Regions from separate parts of the Mus musculus genome. Here region 1 is linked to region 2. Evidence: chromatin contacts called from public promoter capture Hi-C data. All regions are on one chromosome and are shown on one strand. Each heading gives the region's core, a stretch centred on a gene start, on an enhancer-like site or on the middle of the called end of the contact. The rest is flanking DNA. Distances are from core to core; before and after follow the strand shown. Region 1 holds the start of Clmn (calmin). Region 2 has its middle 13 kb from the start of Gm40562.

Evidence for each region. Promoter capture Hi-C pulls out the DNA fragments that hold promoters and counts their contacts.
Region 1: a contact with region 2 is called in a promoter capture Hi-C map of cranial neural crest. The contact joins the promoter of Clmn here to the enhancer-like site in region 2. A contact is called at or near these places in 13 of 39 promoter capture datasets (the 3T3-L1 cell line, cranial neural crest, embryonic stem cells and 5 more), 4 of 115 datasets of contacts at active chromatin or transcription factors (craniofacial prominence, embryonic limb bud, forebrain and 1 more) and 1 of 9 other capture datasets (embryonic stem cells).

What each region holds. Positions count from the first base shown.
Region 1 is chr12:104,861,280-104,866,908 of GRCm38.p6, forward strand. Clmn (calmin) reads right to left here and starts at 3,797. Exons shown (of 14, transcript NM_053155.2): 1 at 3,591-3,797. The coding sequence starts at 3,672.
Region 2 is chr12:104,444,531-104,450,189 of GRCm38.p6, forward strand. No RefSeq gene overlaps it. Among named protein-coding and RNA genes, the nearest start is that of Gm40562, 13 kb to the left of the region's middle. Within about 2 kb of position 2,606, at least 5 of the 459 cell types and tissues checked have an H3K27ac peak or open chromatin away from gene starts, as enhancers often do.

The DNA of each region.
Region 1 (5,629 bases), core at 2,547-5,046, 420 kb after region 2:
CTAGAAACAATGACATCAAGTCCTTAAGGTAGCAGAAGAGGACAGAGCCCCAAAACAGAGATGACCACCATACAGCTGCAGCAGGGAACTGAGTCCTGATTGTCCTGGTGCCTGAAATGGTGTTCTAAAAGGTTCAATGTGCCTGCCCCACATCACCACGCAAAACAGAAAACCCGGGGATTGGGAGAGAGTTGCCAGGCTCCTAATGAGCAGGAACCCACTCAAACCCTGGCAACTGAGACATTGTCCAGAGTGGGTCACTCCTCATCTGGACTCTGGAGCAAAGAGGAGAGACCAGCAACACTGTCATCGGGACACTCAGCAGTCAGCTGGGAGGAGGCGCCTGGCCACCTCTAACCTCTATACCACCTGCCATGGCTCTGCAGACACGCTGGGTCAGTGAGCCTATGCTTGGAACTTCCTCCCAAGGGTCATTTTCTCCTCTGTGAAAAGGTCAACAGCCAGAGCCACCCTCACTCCCTTGCAAGGGACCCTGTAAGTTTTCACAGGGAGTCTGTGCCAAGGGATGCTATGCTGCACCACAGAACCTTGGTGACAAACTGCTCGATGGCCATCGTGGGCTCCTGTCTGACAGCCTCATCTGCTGTGTGGCAGTTAATGGAGGAATGCCCCCGCCCCCCCACGGAGGGAGGCTGGGTTTTTCACGCAGCGTATCTGGCCTCCCTCCACCCCAGTGTTCCTCTGGGGAAGATTTTCCATATCACAATCACAGCCTGAATTCTAGAACCCTACAGGACAGGGGGACAGAGGCAGAGGTGGAATGTACAGACATTGTGAGACAACGTGCTTCCTAATAAACACCTGAACACTTGGGGAGGAAGGACCAGCTAACTCCAAGCTGCTCTCTGAAAGGCAGCCTGCAGGGCCTAACCTCAGCCTGCCTTCACTGCTGACCCCAGAACCACCTCGTGCCAGGAACAGAAGACTCCAATCAGCCTTGTTAGACCAACAGTAGGAGCTGCCTGCGAATTGTACCAGGAGCCTCCATCCCTCTGATTGCAGACCCTTGAAGTCCCACTGCCTCCACCAAGTGTGATCACCAAGACACTGTGGCCACCTGTACCCGGAGCAGTCACAGGCTTATAAATCAAACCCTGAGCCAGGCTCTGCTGGCCACGCCTACCCACAGCCCACCTAAACTTAGGCAAGCCAGGGCCCCGGTATAGCCCCCAACTGCTCATCCAGACAATATCTGGGCCTCTGACATCCACCAGCTGGCTCAGCAGATGCTCTGAGAATAATGTAGAATGCTTTCCGGACTTGAACTTTTGGCTGAGACCTTCTCAATACCACAGGAACAAAAAAGAGAATATCTCTTTTCCTAGTCCAGACAGAGAAACAGAGAAATAGAAGACAAGATCCCTGGCCTGAACTCCATTCTTGCTTTATCTCAGCCACACCAGGCAAATCAGACAAGTCCCACTCAACAACTGCACAGAACTAATGTTCACCCCCCCCCCAAGACACAGCTGACTTTGCCCAAGCTGTGAACAACCCAAAGGTCCTTCCTCAGATGAATAGAGAATAGAATGGTGGTATATCCATTCAGTGGAATAGTACTCAGCAGTTAAAAGGAACTATAGCTATAGTAAAGACTGTGTGGATGAATCTAACATCAAATTGATCAAAAAGGGCCACATCAAGAGAACACGTTGAACTGCACCATTCAACTGTAACGGGGTCCAGAGACAAATTGAACCTACATGAACTAAAAACAAAGATGAGGATAAGGATCAGGCTCAGAATAAAGGTTGCCTTGGTGATGGGCGGGTGAGGTTACTGACTGGGAAGGAAGGTGAGGGATCTGGGAATCTTTATGTAGGTAGCAATTACCTGAGGTGTACCCACAACTAAAAGCATGCTAAGCTTACGCTTAAAATCAGTCTATGTCATACATGTAATACATATGTAATACATATGACATTTGAGATACATGATTTGAAGTTGGCCTCTTACTAACAGAATCCATTGCTGTTCAAATTATAACTGATATTTTGCCTGAAAGTGTGGTCACCTCAAAGCGAGGAGCTGAGACACCCCTCTAGCCCTTCAAGAACTGTCGCAAATCATGCTGTGTAGTCCCATCTCTCTGCCTCACTTCGCCGCCTGTTCCTTTACAATAATTGAGCTCTACCAAGGGACCTGATCCTACAAGAATAATTGTCTGTGGCAGATAGTATGTGCTCATTAAAATGCCTAGTGATTGCCTAAGGTACATGAGACACACCAGATCTGACAGCCCCAACCAGATACCATCTCAGCAATGGTATGCTGCCCACCCCAAACCAAACCCAAGCTCTCTCCATCACTGCAGCTCTGAGCCTCCTCCTTTGACACAAATCACAGTAGCTGTACAGTAGCAGAATCCAGAGCTGCCAGTGCAGTGCCCACTCCCTGAGCCGCCCGCTGGCTCCTTTTCAGGTCACCTCTGCAGACCTGCACTGTCCTTGCCAAACCTCAGTTGGAGAGGGCCACGTGAGCTCCCAGAAAACATTCTCTCAGGTGTAATGTTTAATCTAGACTCTTCCCCCCCACCCCCCGCAGGGGCTCCCTGCCCTGCTGGCAAAAGGGACACCCACAATCCTCCTGCCCCACCTCTGTCCAGACCTTCCAGTTGGATCCTGGCGAATTCAACCTTGGACTCTTCTTCAGCCCCGAGTCAGTAGGGGAAGTGGCTTAACCCAGCCTCACCTGTGCATGGGGCCAGGTGGGTGAGGAGGCCGGAAGTGGATTTATGTCCAATTCTGCAAAGCTCCCATAGGAGAGAGGGGGCTCGAAACACACTCCACCCACAGGGCTTGAGAGCAATGCCTTTTGCGAGTGGGAGGGGTGGGTCTCTTTTCCTTAAGAGCGCTCTCTCTCTCTCTCTCTCTCTCTCTCTCTCTCTCTCTCTCTCTCTCTGTGTGTGTGTGTGTGTGTGTGTGTGTGTGTGTGTGTTTGCTAAGTTTCCACACCCAATACTTTCTTTTGGAAGATACTTCATAGTCATAGGTGGCAGAACCACAGAGCCCAAGTCTGACACACGGGCCACCAGGAGTTTCTCTTTCATCTTGTCAACCGCCTCAGGCAAGGGGGTTTAGTTCCAGCCCCTCCCTAGTCTGTGGGGCTGGGTAGAGAAGGTCTTCTGAACCTCACTCAGTTCACTGGAGTCCTCAGCGTGCCCCCATCATCCAGAGCCTCTCGGGACTGACGCTGTGCCCCACTCCAGGTCCCCAGCCCCATAGCTACTTCGGAAGAGCTTTAAGTCTGGCTTGTGCGCACACAGCACACAGTGGCACTTTCTCCTGGCCCTGACCCGGGCCACCGCCCCCCAAGACTCCACGTACAAACTTCTCTAAACTACCGGAGGCGGTAGGAGGGGGGTGATGGTCCCCTGCTGGGAATGGGGTGCACACACGCGCGTGCCCACACGCACACGCGTGCACACACACGCCCACGCACCGCCCCACCCCCTGAGCTCTGCAAACCCGGCGCAGGCCAGCCACACCGGCTCCGGGGCGCACGGGGGGAACCAGCCGGGCCCACGCTTGGTGGATACGGGCCCTCCGGGGAGGCCGGGGCCGCGGTACCTTGCAGGTTTTGCACACGGATGTCGCTGATCTGCCCGATGAGCTCCTCGCGCTGGAACCAGTCCCACTCCTGAGCAGCCATGGAGCGCGCGCGGCGGGCCGGGGCGGCGGGCGGCGGGCGGCGGGCAGCGGGCAGCGAGAGGTGGGCGGCTAGCGCGGGGCTGGTGGGCGGGCGAAGGGCCGGCCCCGCCGCGGGCGGACGGGCTGGCGGGCGGGCGCGGGCGGCGGAGCGGGGCGCCCGGCGCGCGCTCACTGCCCGGCGGGGGCGGGGGCCCCGGGCGGGAGGGAAGAGGGCGGGGCGGGGCGGGAGGAGCCGGCCTCAGGACAGTCCTTTTTTTTTTTTTTTCCTTTTTTTTCCTCCCCCACCCGCAGGGTGGGTGTTGGTTGGATTGTTTGGTCGCAAACGCACAATGATGAGGCACAGGGGGGTCGCAGCCCATAGATTGTGATGTCTTGAGGGGGTGGGCCTGGTGACGCAAGCCAGGGTGCCCCTAGCGCTGGTCCAGGATGTCTGCCCCTTCCCTATCCTGTCCCTTCTAGTCGCAGTAGGAACTCCTCCTATGCCTGGATCATCTCCCTGCTAAAGGCAGCTAAACCCTGTCCATCTCTGATCCCAGGACCATGGAAAGTGAGTGATGGGCTAAGTGATGTGGAGATGGAGTTTCCTATAGAGCAGGAGTTGGGGGCAGCGGGAGTGGGAGGGGGGATCCTTTCTTGGTTTAAGAGTAAAGGCCACTTCCGGTTCTCTCCAGCTGTTGGGAGAAACAGCTCTCCTCCCAGAAATGGGTTCCTTTGGGGTCTTGGCCACAAGAAATCTGGTGCTTTATCGAAACCCCAAGGACAGGCTGGGCAATGGCTCAGGTGGTTCCCTGCTTGCCTCGCACGCAGGAAGCCTTGGGTTTGATCCCATGCGCAACATAAACGGGGTCTTTGCATAATCTGTGGTCCTAGCACTCTGGAGATGGAGACAGCAGGAGAAGTTCAAGGTCATTCACAGCCACCTGGATGAGTTTAAGGTCATCCTGGGATACCTGAGACAGAACAGGCCTTTGTGGTTCCCACTCTGGGCCCCTGTGTCTTTTAACCTGAGAATTCTGGAGCTTATCTTGTTTGGGGCTCCACAGGGCCTGTGTACTTGCAGCCAACTCCTTTATCGGTTAGCCAACAGAAAATCTGGGAGTTTGTCTAAAGTGAGGAATGACTTAGGGGTACACAAGTCCCAGTGTCTTGCTCTCTGTTCAGATCCTACCTACAAGAAAACCAAGTATGCCATTGGTAGGATGAATGCCCAGAGGGAGAAAGTGCGCAGAGCTCTCTGAGTATGGAGACTCACCGAGGCCTGCTGACCATTGCCATGTCTGTGGAAAGCCCAGCAATGAGCAAGCAAAGATGAAGGCCACAGACATGTCTCCTGGGAGAAGCGGGCCCTGGGGGGGGGGGGGGCAATGAGAAGACCCTTAAGTCATTTGTGTTTAACCCAATAACCAGCTGAGATGACAATCCCAGATCAAAGTGATCTTCAGAAAGGGGGACATTGTCAGCTGAGGGCAAGGAGCCAGGGTGGAGGTAACATCAGCAAGGGTCCCATAAAGCCTGACCCTGAAGCTGAGACTAAAGGAAGGGAGAGGCCCACCTCCCCAACCCCCCAGAATCCAACCCCCAGGACCAGGCATCCACCCAGCAGAGTAGATCATGATCTCAGTGCAGATCATGGGTGTCTGAGGCTCTCACTAGACCACTCTGTCCCTGCCTGGATTCAAGGTTACGCTATAGAGCCAGGTCCAGTTAACATGCATGGTCTCACCTCTCCTCCACAAGGCATCCCACTTGAATTCGATTTCTATCTTTGCTGTGGGTTGAAAATCATTTCCTTCACAAAGCCAAGTGCTAAGAAAGTCAGCTTCGTTGTCTCCATTGTGAGATGGCCAATAGAGAACTTGACTCAAAACAGTATGTGGTTGAAAAATGATCAGAAAGGACGGGCTATCTGTGATGCCTATTCTTGGGAATGACGGGGAAGGAGGCCTGAGTCACTGCTG
Region 2 (5,659 bases), core at 1,356-3,855:
GTTGTTCCCGTGTGTACAAAGGTCTAGGTCACACTTTACAGACTGCAAGGGGAGCACAGGCAAGCAGACCTTATTAGATTGCTAGGCCCTTCTGCCCACAAGTGACCCTGGTGCTAAGTGCTCTCCAGATGCCAGGCAACTTTTGCTCAGGGCTAGCAGGTCCCTGTATTTCCAGCCTCACTGTACTCGCAGTGGACTACTGGACTAGCGTTTTCAGGAGGAGCCCGTGGAAGACTCTAGATCCCTCCCGACGTGTAGTCTTTCCTTGAGTGTGGCCTCACCTCTGGTGCTGGGGAGCAACAAACAGTTTTCCCTGTTCAGGAGCAGAGGTTGTCTCCTGGAGAAAAGGCCATTTTTTACACCATGTGTGTGTGTCTGTGTGTGTGTCTGTGTGTGTGTGTGTGTGTGTGTGTGTGTGTGTGTGTGTGTGTGTGCAGGAGCATTACTTCACAGACTGACGGGGTCCTAAATGGACCAAGCAGTTGTCACCACAGTTATCTTGGAAGTCGTTTCTGATGTAAGGAGTTCTTGTCTGTCCCCTAGGTACCCCACTGAGGCTGTCCTTTGGCTCTGCCACCATTTGTAGGAATCGAAATCAAATCTCTCAGCCTCAGACATCCAACCTCCAGGACCGAGAGAAGTGAACGTGCTCTGTATAAATGATGCGGCCTTGGATGCACCTGAACACATGGTGTTTTGTTTGACCCTCCAAGGAGGCTTTGGGCTAAGAACCATCTTTGTACATCAGCACACCACAACCCAGAGAGCTTACAGAGCATGGCCCAAGTTCACAGCGAGGAGTCACTGGGCTGGTACAGATACCAGAAGCCCCTGTTCAGGGTCTTTCAATCTTCTGCAGCTGCACCCTCATAGCCAATCACAAGAGAGAGGCGGGGCTTCAGCTAGGTCATTGACAGGCAGGGAAAATCTTGCTTCTCTTACCTGCTGTCCTAGAATGTGATCTGTCTTGCATTAGACCCAAGCACCAAGCCATTTGCCAGCTCTAAATCCACGACAATCTGGGTGTCCTTAACGTCACTGCCTATGGGCACTCCTCATGTGTTCACCAACAGGAGAGTATGTACACGCACGCACTCACACATGCACACACAGGGACACGCACAGGCACACGCACACGCATGCATGCTGCAGTGCAGAAACACCTGCTCTGCTGGCTGTGGACACTCAGCCACCCCTTCTTAGCTGCCAGCAGAGAAATGTATGGGCAAGCAACCAGGAAAAAAGAGAGAAGGAGACAGGAGGGTCTCCTCCACCCTACCGAAGCACCAAATCCAGGGAGTCAGGGCAGTGATGGGCGCTGCCCTCGGGTTCCCAGGAGCAGGTAGATAGATGGGTGAGGATAATTCAGCACCATGGAGCAGTTGAAGGCTGGCCCCAGACTTTCTGCTGTTTAGCTGCAGGATCTGGGGCAAGCACTGTCATCTTCCATATAAATTGATCTTAAACTAGGGCCTGGATGACAATCTACCCTCAGGCTCGGTAAAACTACCAAGCAATGTAAGGACTGGAAATCGGTGACCACAGGAGGGGCTGGGGCATGGCTCAGTGGTAGGACTCTTGCCTAGCGTGACACAGCCCCAAGCACTAAAACTAAAGGCATGACTTGGGATGGGACCCAGGACAAGCTAGAGCCTCTCTGGGCCTCAGATTCATCCTCTGTAAGTGGGGTTGAAACAGTGCCAGATTCCTGCGTGTGAAATGAGGTGGCCTTGTGTATGTAAGGTTTTCTGTGAGGGTGGGTGACACACAGCAAGAACTCCTGTAGGCCACCACTCTCCTAGGAGCTCAGCCGGCTCCTAGTGGGTCACCTCCTCCAGGAAGACCTCCACAATATTGCTTGGGGTGAAATTTTCCCCCGTGGGGACCTTCACCACTGAGTCTGCTCCTCCAAACCACAGATGGCATGATGACAGCCTCCAAAGGGTTTGGGACTGAGAAGCCAGGACAAATCAATAAGGAACACTGTGCAGGCCTGGTTGGATGGGGGGGGGGGGGGGCTCCATGGCCAACCTCTTAAGTTTGGAAGGTTGTGGGGGATTTTTTGGAGCTGATGAGTGTTCTAGGGAGAAGGTGTGCCATTGCAAAGACAGGAAGAAAGCAAAGATGGGCCAGAGTGTAACCAACCCAGCTTGGAGAGGAGAAGGGTGGGGGGAGGGGTGGGAGACGATGTGCTTGGCCTTAAATGCTGGGCAGATGTGGATGGGAATGTTAGAAGGGGCTTGGAGAGTGGGGTGCTGGAGAGTCAGGAGAAAGTGGGGGTTCAGTGGGCATGACAGTGCGAGACAGGAGAGCGGCGGCTGGACAATGGGAGGCTTCCAGGCCCTGGGAAGCGATGAGTAACTGAGCTATCACCCACCACTTTATCCAAATAAGGCCCCTCCTTCTCCCCATCTTCTCGACTGCACAGAGACCCGGGAGGCAGTTTGTAAGTGTGTGGTGAAAAGAAGCAACCCGCATGGATGGACGGCCGCGTGCCCACGGGGTCCGTACTTGCCCCTGGCCTGGGGTTGCCGCGTGCCCACGGGGTCCGTACTTGCCCCTGGCCTGGGGTTGCCGCGTGCCCACGGGGTCCGTACTTGCCCCTGGCCTGGGGTTGCCGGCTCTAGAATGTGCTTCTCATTTCTCTTCTCCACCCTCCCGGGACATCTGTTTGACATTTGCCTCTTGTGGCTGCGGAGGAGCCGGTGCTGGGAAGGCTCCTTTTGAACATCTTCGCCTTGAAGTAAGGGGCACAAATGTTCGGGGAGAGGCTGGCAGCGGCCGGCTCAGTCCGCACCGCGCGCGCGCGCGCGTGTGTGTGTGTGTGTGTGTGTGTGTGTGTGTGTGTGTGTGTACAGCTGATGAGTGTGTGTGGGTACAAGCCAGAGGTTAGCACAGAGTATCTTCCTTGGTTATTCTCCACCTTACCTTTTGAGTAGCGCACTAGACCGGAAGCTCGCCGTTGTCTAAGCAAGCCTCCAGGATCCACCTGCATCTTCCTCTTCAGAGCTGGGGGGGGGGGGGGGGGTACAGGAGCTGCTTTTACATCAGTGCTAGGAATCATCTTCACACTTTACAGACTGAGCCGGATCCCATGCCCACTCTCCACCAAAGTAGAATGGCTTTCTCTCTGATTTCAAAGTTGGTGCCAGCTGCGGAACGAACAGTCAACACCCCACACACATACTTCAAGGCAAAGTGGGCAGCCGAAGATATTGACCGTGTGGTTATCCCATGCAGATATGCACTGTAAACTCTTTGATGTGAGGCTCAGACTTTACCCAGGCATGTGAGGGATACACAAACAGGTGTGTGAAATAATACAAATGCCTAAAACCGAGCACAAGCTTCTGCAACCCTTGACGTGCCTGCAGTTTTATATAAATACAGATATGAGCCCAGACTACCATGCGGGACACCTGACATAGGCCTACCCAGTTTTCTGCAGTGGACATGACCTGTTTTCCTGGGGTGGGAAGAGGCTTTTGTTGAACTTGCCCGCTATCAGCAGGGGGTGTTTGTCACTCTTTACTACTTTATACAAGGGAGTCTGAGGCTTCTTCAGCCATCTTTGATTTTCTCAAATAACACTCCAAGATCTGTTCTCCCGAGAGCCATTGCTGGGTCCAAAGCAACGATTTTATTGGTCACCGTCACCACGCAGATACAGAGGAATCGACTGGGGCCACCAGCTGTGGAAGCCCCCACTCTTAGCTCTTACTCTTTGACTACAAACCTCTGCAGGACCTACGCAGGAAACCGCTCTTCCAGGAAGAGAATTGGTATGAGCCACGCCCACCAGCACCTGCGCAGGAGAGAAAGGAGCGCCCCCTGCTGGCAGAGGCTGCCGAAGTAACAAGGGCTTGTGTTTACTGGGCACAGCATCTTCGTTCACCTTTCCCATCTCCCAGACTTGGTTTCCCCGTCTGTCAAATAAAAAGGAGGACCCCTTTAGCCCTCCATCCATCACGAGGACAAATTCTACTAAGGATTAGCAGGCTTTTCTTCCCAAACGTGAATGTTCGGGTTCCAGGCCCTGCCAGGAAGATACCCCCAGCCCCTCCAGAAGCAATCTTCTCTCCTGGCTTGCCTTCCCCTCCCGCTATGCTCATTCACTGAAGTCCTTTTTACCGAATTATAAGTCAGCATTATTTTTGGATGGGGTTTATAAAAGGCCTGCAGATGCGCTAACCTGAACTTCCCAGATGTGTTGGCAAATTTGGGAGCTTGGGGTGATAATGAAAAATCCTTTGCGAAAGCTTTTTAAAAGATGAGCTCACCGCTGGGCTCACAGCTGCCTCCTGATGAGGGTACACCCAGAGCAGGTCCCTCTTTTGAATGACGGTCCCAGGAAAACCAGAAAGGGTGTGTGTCCAAACTCCCCTTAATAAAGAGGAGTAGGGTTCATTCTTTGATTCAAAGGAAAATCCCCTCCAGTGTTTATCTGTCTGGGGCAGGATCAGGTGACCCTGTGTGTTCTCCCAATCCTGCCACCATCAGGGTGATCTTAGGCAGGTAAACACAGCCCCTGGGGTTACCCTCCTCCTGAGGGCTGGATTCCTGTCACTGCCAAATGGCTGGGTTCATGCTGCCCCAGGTCCAGGTCCCTCCAACCAGGATCCTATAACCTTGAAGAAGTGGGTAGACAAGATCACTGCCTCCTCATTCCGGAACCCCTCTAAGGACCAGCTGGGGGCTGCCCTCCTCAGGGATGGGCTCTGTGATATGCAAGGTAGACATAACTGAGATAATGCATGACAATAGCTGCTCTGAGTACCTGCCCTATGCCTGCACCAAGCCCAAGGTTGGCATTGGCCATGGGGGTAAAGACAGGAAAGACACATGAATACCACCCGATTCTACTGAGCCTCCCCCTCCCAACCCTCCCCCCCACCCCTGCCCCACAGGACTAGCCATCTTCCTAAGTCTGTGGGCTTGAGTCACAGAAATGGGTTTGGAACACGTACAACCCTGCCTGTGTCCACATCTGTTCATCTGCTAACAAGGAGGAACCCAGCATTCAGAAAGGTCTCAAGATCCCTCAGAAAGTGAGGGATAGAGTCATCCCAAATCCATGTCCCTCTACATCCCATGTCCTAGAGGGATACTGTGTGTGTCTGTGTGTGTGTGTGTGTGTGTGTGTGTGTGTGTGTGTGTCTTTGTGTGTGTCTGTGTGTCTATGTCTCTGTGTGTCTCTGAGTGCCTGTGTCTTATATCTATGTGTGTATGTGTTCAAGTGTGTTTGTGTGTGTGTCTGTGTCTTTGTGTGCCTGTGTCTATATGCGTCCATGGGTATCTGTGTGTGTGTGTGTGTGTGTCTGTGTGTCTGTGTGTGTCTGTGTGTGTCAGTGTGTGTCTGCATCTGTATGCATCTGTGTGTGTGACTATTGAGGGACTACTTTTGTTAATAATAGTTCCTGAGACTTGTTCCTGTGGGGTAGTACACACTTGTAATCCCAGCACTCAGAGGCTGAAACAACAGGATCATAAGTTCAAGACCAGCCTGGGTTACAACATGAGTTCAGGGAATCTGAGTTAAGCAGCCATACTTTTTCTCAGAAACAAAGACAAATAACATAAAACAAGGACTGGGGGTACTTAGCTCAGTGGTACAGTGCTTGCCTCGAATATCCAAGGTCCTGGATTCCATCCCAGCATG